2 separate regions of the Oryctolagus cuniculus genome follow, and region 1 is linked to region 2. Evidence: chromatin contacts called from public Micro-C data. All regions are on one chromosome and are shown on one strand. The core of a region is the stretch at or near the end of the contact, and the rest is flanking DNA. Distances in the headings are between cores, read along the strand shown. Region 1 overlaps LOC127490586 (a long non-coding RNA gene). Region 2 holds the start of ZFHX4 (zinc finger homeobox 4).

What was found. A called contact is a pair of places that touch in the nucleus more often than the background predicts.
Region 1: a contact with region 2 is called in a Micro-C map of ear pinna, with 9 times the contacts expected there. The contact joins the enhancer-like site here to the promoter of ZFHX4 in region 2. A contact is called at or near these places in 2 of 6 Hi-C or Micro-C datasets (ear pinna and psoas muscle).

The regions. Positions count from the first base shown.
Region 1 is chr6:103,065,331-103,069,034 of mOryCun1.1, forward strand. The region is part of intron 1 of LOC127490586 (a long non-coding RNA gene); the gene reads left to right. Among named protein-coding and RNA genes, the nearest start is that of PEX2, 420 kb to the left of the region's middle. Within about 2 kb of position 2,046, at least 1 of the 8 cell types and tissues checked has an H3K27ac peak or open chromatin away from gene starts, as enhancers often do. A contact at or near this core is called in ear pinna, where this site is marked.
Region 2 is chr6:102,288,766-102,292,658 of mOryCun1.1, forward strand. It overlaps ZFHX4 (zinc finger homeobox 4), which reads left to right and starts at 1,276. Exons shown (of 11, transcript XM_070075243.1): 1 at 1,276-1,679. The region is part of intron 3 of PEX2 (peroxisomal biogenesis factor 2); the gene reads right to left.

The DNA of each region.
Region 1 (3,704 bases), core at 796-3,295, 780 kb after region 2:
GTATCTTTTAATAGGATTTCAAAACATTGTACATGATAAATGCAAAAGTAAGTTTTAATTTGTAATTAGAAAAGCTAATAATTTTAAAATAATATTTTTGAAATCTGTTCATGAGGAATTTATTTCTGGTTTTCAATTCAAAGATTTAATCCAAGACACTCAAAATAATTCTACAGTCCAAACTGATGTTTTAAATACAATTAAACACTCAGATAAACTCTGCTATTGACTGAATTCAGAAAATGGAAAGCAAATATTAAAATGCAGAAATTGATATCAAGGACTAAAATCAGTTTCTTTTGGGATAACCAAAGTAATGTATTATTTTTGTAAATATTATAAATGTTTAAAATAAGTTTATTATTAGGGGAATGATATGCTTAAGGTATGTTGAAAGAACAAATATGAAAAAATATTGTGAGCACTAATATAAAGCTAAAGGTAGTATTTGTTGTCAACTTAACTTTATTAATATAATGCCCAGGTTTTTCTGTATTTAGTTGCCATGTAAAGACACATATTTTCAGCACACTTACACAAAATATTATTTTTGAGCTGAAACTGAGAATCTGCTTCCAATATTGGATTTTTTAAGTAAATAAATCATACAGGGATTCATCCAGTAAAATATAGTGAATTATCAAAATTGTTTTATGTGCTTGATCTTTATTTATGTACTTTATATTATAATATACCTTTATCATGAAATTAAGTAGAATGTTCTTTCTTAATGTGAAAGTACAAGTGAGATCTATAAGTATCAATTAAGGTTTAAGAGTAACTAAAATTACAGCATTAGTTTTCGTTTTTAAGTCTACTTCTAATGGTTAGCAGTTAAATATCTTAGAAGTTAAAAACATTATTATGTCATAAGATAACGTTTTATTTTAAAGAGACGTAAATGACCATAATCAAACTATGATGGTTTCTTGATAGAAATATGTGCAATTTTCTTTTAAAAAGCATCCTTAACACTACAGTGTCACAGGATTTGCCTACAGGCTATATATGTGTATCTAAACATGAAAAATATTCAACACTGTTTCAGTTTGAAACAAAATCAAATATTTTGGGGCTTAGTAAATAAAAAATTGGCTTTTTTTCATTTACACAATCAACAGATTATATGAGTCGACCAAATTAACCAATCAACTTGGTATTGACAGTGCCAGAGAGTGTGGCCTATACCAGCCAGTCGAAAGGCAAATGTCATAAGACATTCCAGCATTATGGTTAGTTCCTTTAGCCAACCATCACTTACATGGAAAAGTCTGGATTCCGACTAAGTGGTGGAGGGTGAATGTGTAGAGCATAAACTTATGGTCCAAGACTAGAATAGTTTGTAGAGCTTGCAATCACAGTAGAATTTTGCTGGGGACGTCATAAATCTCTCTGGAACATGACAGTCTGGGATTTTTTTTTTTCTCATAAGAGAAACTCATTTCTGAAATTACGGGATTTTTTTGATTTTACAAAAAAGAAAGAATTAAAAACCTCAAATGTGATTTTAAAAATGTAACTGTATTTGCCATTGAAAAATAACTAGAAATAACATTTTAAGGTATATACTGCACTTTAAGCATATGTGAGGATCTTATAGTTATTTTTCTAACAGGGACAGTGTATCTAAGTTGTTTTTGACCAATCATTATGTAAAATTTGTTTCCTTCATTCATTGACTTTGGGATATTCACTTAGAGTCAGCCAGGCTCTTACATTACTGAAATCTATTACTAGGTAAGTCGTTTCTTAATTAACCATAAGATAATTTAAAAAGAATCATGCAAAAATCTAATTAAATAAACAAAGGGAAAACTTTTTTCAAATATGAAAAAGTAACCCTGTTTTTGAAATTTAGAGGAGCACACAGGATTTAGGTTTTATTCTTCTCCTCCTCTTTTTGAACTAAATGTAGAGAACACAAACCATCCACTCAGTATAAGCCTGTTACACTTGAAAGATTTGTTCTGAATGTCCAGTGGGAACCTGGAAATCGTAATAATTTGTAGTATCGATTGAGTGAAGCTATGCAGCTGGGGCCTCTGGTGAATAGACAGGAATAGACATTTTATTGATTAACTTTTACAGTCATATTTTCAAGACTCCGCAGCAACATAATTTTCACTTCCCAGCTTTGTGTTGCTGCATCATGAAACTTGGATTCTTCTCCCTTAACATTTACCCACTTGAGGAAAAAAGTATGGACATGTTTTGCCAGGACTGTGTTCTGCAGAGATGCATAACTTTCTGGAAAATGATTTATTTCAAGTGCTACTCTACCACAAACAGTAGAAAGGAATGCTCTGGTTATAACAGTTTGGGGAAATATCATTATGACAACTATTTGGTAATTAAACTTCTTATTTTCTCTTTCTTTCCGTGCTTAGGAATCTTAGTTGTCCAACCATAAATTCATGCATATGAGAATCAAATGAATTATCTTATGATGCCTTTATTTTTTCTTATTTATTTTTTATAACTTGCATGAGTAGCAGAAGAAAAATAATTGCAAAAAAGAATCTAATTTAGTTTGAAATGAAAATTATTAGATATTAAGTCATTTTGGCAATTTCAGTGTAAGAAAATATGAATATGTTCCTATTGGACATATGGAATATTTCAGTAGTCTTAGGAAAGTTTTCTTTTAATTTTTGCAGTCAAAATATGCTACATATATATAGCTGAAAAAGCTACAAGCATTTTATGTATGATCATAAGTTTTTCTATAACAAGTTACTTATGATGTCACATTTTTGTCACTGGAGAAAACTGCAAAGCTTTCCTTTAGTTTATATATGTGGAGACATTTCATTGGAATTTTATATAAAAGCTGATATCTAGAAATTAAATCAGAGTTGAAAATAGGATTTTTTGGAAAAGATTACACTGATTTCTGATTTCTCTCTTCTCTCATCTGTGTATTTCTTTTATTTTTGACTTTGAAAAATGCATTCAAATAAATTTTTCCAAAGGTAAAACACAGAAGATTCATGTCACCTCACAAGCCCAGAAAATATGAAATAATACTGAATTATATAAGAATTTAGCAACAAAGTTCTTCACTGTTAAGATAATTCATGTAAGATGAACTTTATGCCTGATTTATTTAATTTTAAGATATCATTTTTGTTGATGATGATTGAAAATTAACATACAGTTTCAGTCCTAGAAATTCATAGATTTGATTTAAAAGTTTTCAAAGCATTTTTATTTATAATTTACTTCTCATTTAATTCAAAATGAAAAATTGGGTAACACATTCCTTCATATTAGCATGACACTGATATATTTTTCTCATTTTATTGAATATTAATTTTTTCAGAGAATTCAACTAGCTTGTAGTTTGCTTTCTACTGATTTTCAAAAATACAGCTATTAAGAATTTGGTCTGAATTTTCTTCTGTGGATCATAAATTTATTGTGGAAAATGCTTTAAAGGCACTATTTTTCATAGTTTTTAATTAAACACAGTACTTGTTGAAGTTTCAAAACTATTATAATTAAGGTGACACATGAGTGTGTTTCAAGACATTTGTTACTTGTATATATGAATAATATATATCCAATTATATTATATATATCATGTTTTTAATGCTAACGAAATTTATTTTTAGTAGTGCAAAGTTGTTTTTAAAATATTGGGGAGTTAATATTTTATTCACATTAAAATAATATTAAAATACTACATAAAGAATACAGGTTAC
Region 2 (3,893 bases), core at 26-2,525:
ATTTGTTGCTCTCACTTTCTCCCTAGAATTCCTATTTTTGAAATATTACATAGATGGTGTCTCCTTGTGACCTCTGCTGTGGCAGTGTGTCAAGATGCTATCTGAATATATACTTCTGTATGTATAGATTCCATTTTCAGTAGGGGGTATTTAAAAGTATGTCTATTCCTAGTTTTAGTTAATTATCTTTTAATGAAAGTGTCACTCATATTCACATCTGTAATATTGGAAAGAGATAATTAGATTTTCAAATGAGAAATCAGCCACCTTAAATTTTGCACCAGAAAATACCAAGTATATTTCATTCTAATGAGATCTGTAGTGGGGTTTTAAAATTCATCATAATGCGCTTCAAGAAAGATAACTCAACAGACTGGAAAGATGAAAGGTTTTTTTTCCCTAAGTCTTCTTAAAGCTATTACATTGAACTTACGCAATTCTGATAAAATATTCAAGAACATTACATAAAGGCTAGACGTGGACCCCCACTATCACCCTTGCAACCACCACTTACTCTCATTGGGAAGTTTACTTTGCCTAAACTAACCACCTCCATCTCCCTTGCCCTGGATTTCCTGGGCTGCCTAGGCAATCGAAAGATAGGAGTTTAAGAAGAATGCCTGAGGATGCAGAGCGCATTCCTCCCTTGCTATAGTCAGGGTTGAGCTCTGTTTGCACACAGTCAGGCACCCTTTATTTACATACATCTGCATATTTACTCAGCCCCCCCCCCCCCCCCCCCGTATTTCGGCATCGAAGTGCGTTCCTGTGTCCCTGGCAATAAACCAAGCGGAGAAAAGCTCTTGGTTACCTTAACTCCCATTTCTCTTGAAAGCTTCCCAGTAAACCAATCTCTGCTCGGACAATAATTACTTTGCTTCATTAAAGTGGAAAATAAACATCTCAAATGGTTAAAGGGCAGTGCATTGGCGGCAGTTATGTTTTATTTTGCTTCCCTCTCTGGGGTGTGTGTGCGTGTGTGTGTGTGTGTGTGTGTGTCTGTCTGTCTGTCTGTCTGTCTAATGAAGTTTGGGAGCCGCGCGCAGGGGTGCGTGGGGTGCAAGCCCCGGAGGTCCCCATCGCCGGTCCTCTCTGCCGTCGCCGCGTCCCGGGCTCCAGCCGCAGCGCTGCGAGCCTCGGAAGCTGCGAGACTCCCGGGCTGCTCTGAGTCCCGGCTGCGCGTCATTTGCAGTCTGGGGAATGTTGATCACCTCACTAATTACACCTCTCTCTCTCTCCCCCCTCTCCCTCTCCCTCTCCCTCGCTCTCCTCTCTCATTCCCAGAGTGCATATCGGGAATAGACACACAAAGACATGCGCACTCAACTTAATCAGCCATTTTTTTAAACAGGGCTAAAACGATAATAATTAGCAGAATAAAGACATATCGGATTTTCATTTCCTTTCCTCCTTTTCCCAACCCCTTCACAACCAAACAGCGAGACCGCGGTCGGCACATGCTTTAACTCCTCCCGGACCCCCGAGGACCGCTCCATGCCCCCCACTTTCTGCTCCAGCGTTTTTATTTTCACCCAATAAAGTTCGAGGATTATTTTTTTATTTTTTTTATTTTTAATGAACCCTCTCGTTTGACTTGGATGTGATCAGCTGTAAGTAAAATAAAAGCAAAAACAAAAAAAGAGGCGAAGATCGAGTAGGAACTGCAGGGGAAATGGAAAGTAAGTTTTTTCTTTAACTTTTATTGAGTAGTTTGTGTTAAATTTAGGTCGAGTATCGATTATCTTTCCAGCCTGATCTTGCACAATCTTTGATATTTCGCTCCCTCTCGCCCTCTCCCTCTCCGCCTCTCCCTCTCTGCCCCTCGCTCGCTCGCGCTGGCTCGCGCACATCCCCTCATCCCGACCATCTCTTCCGCTCTGCCCCCCTTTCCTATCTCTTTCCCCCTCTTTTTTTTGGCTCAAGGATTTGCTCCGCCGAGGGAAGGAGGGGGCACCGAGGGACCTGATTTTCCACTTTCTTCGGGGGCTGCGTTTTTTTCGGGATTTAACTTTTGGATCAAGTGGCGGATCATCCACGTTTGGCCGGGCAGTTTTTCTCTCCTTTTTCCTGTCTTTTCGGGGGTCTGTCTCCTCCGCGAGCCCGGGGGGACCAGTCTCGCAGCCGGGGAAAGCTGTCAGCTCCGCGGCAGTGCGGCCAACGGCCGGGTGGGGGTCCCCGCTCGCCCCGCGCCCCCCGCACCCGGGTCGGGATGACTCTGCCTCGGCATCAGCCTCCGAAAGTTTGGACGTGGGTCTGTGGGGCTTGGCGCGCCTGTCTTTCTGCCTCCCCCTCCCCACCTTCTCCTGCCTCGTCTTCCTTCCTCCGCTTACCGCCCCCACCCCGACTTTCCCCTTCTCAAGTTCCCGAAGGGCGCCTCCAGCGCAGGGCTGGCGGAGGCCGGGGGCTCGTGCGTACAGGGCAGAGGGTTCCCCAGGCCGGAGCCGCGGCTGCAGGTAGACGCCCGGCTGCCGGGGCGGGCAGGGGCGGCGGCGGCGGCTCCGGCGCGGGCGCGGGCGCCGGCGGACGGAAGGCAGGTCCGTTAGGAGGCGGGATCGCCCGGCCTCGGGGCTGGGGACCCGGGAGGCGGCGGCGGCGGCGGCCGCAGCGGCTCGCTAGGGGCGCGTTCGCCGCCGGGCGTGCGTTAGACAAGAGGACAGACGCCCGCGGCTTGGGATCAAGAATCTTTTCCTTTCTTTTTGGCAAAGGGCAAGGGGTGTGCGTGTGTATGTGTGTGATCTGTGTCTGTCTCTGTGTGTGTGTGTGTGTATTGAGGGGCTGTGGCCGGCTGTGAGAACTGATTCATTCCTCTCCCCCCCCCCCACCCCCAAAAGGGTTCCTTGTCTACAAATGAACTTCACCTCCTTCGCTTCTCCTGGCATCCAGCGCGCCTTCCGGCCCAGAGTCGCTAAGGACAGAGCGGCTGGAATGCGCCGGGTCTCGCCTTCCTGCTACTTCTATCCCCCCCACCCCCATTCTTTCTGCTCTTTTCTATGGGTTTAAAAAAAAAAAAAACAATAAAATTTCTCGTGGAATTGTATAAAGTTTATCTGCCAATGCCCAACTTACAGGAGGTCCCCCATCCTGTCCCCTTGCCCCCCCCCCCAGAAGACTGTGCATTTGCTTTGTATTTCTTTTGTTACCTGCGATCCGGGCGGGGGGTTCCTTTCGGCCGCTTGGGCTGGGGTCCGGCCCAGAGAGGAGGCTCCGGCGAGCGCCTTTGGCCGCGACTCCTCACTTCCGCGCGGTTCTGGTGAGGTTTTAGCTACCGTTTGGTAAGACACCCTCCTTGTAGGTACCAAAGGTTCAGATCGCAAACACGGACCCCCCCACAACCGACCCCTAAACACACACACACACACACACACATACACACACATACACACACACTCAACACACACAGACACACATTCTCCACTCTCCCCCCACCCACCTCCGGCCCCCACCTTGCCTTTCCCCTCCCCCCTGCCAAAAAAAGCACACACACAACAACAACACCCCCTACCCCCCACCCCCAACCAAACAAAAACCCAAAGACAAGTTCACTGGCTGAAGATGGTGGATTGACACTGACTCAGACAGAGGCAGGTTCACCAGGAAATCTGGCCGTCCCGATTTCTGACAGTTGCATTTCCTCTCCTTGAGTCCTTCCTCCCCCCCCCCTTTTTTATTAACTCTGTTCCATGTTTAATCAAGGATCATGTAGATGGCAAAAGGAGAGACAGAGAGAGAGAGGAGAGAGGAAGAGAGAGAGGGAGAGGAGAGAGAGAGAGACAAGAGACAGAAGGAGGTTTTTTTTTTTTTTTATTGTGTTCTCCTGGATTTTCAGTGGCTTGATCCCTATAAACGTGGAGTGGTTAAAGCTCATATGTAGTATTATATTTTTAGTTGGGTGG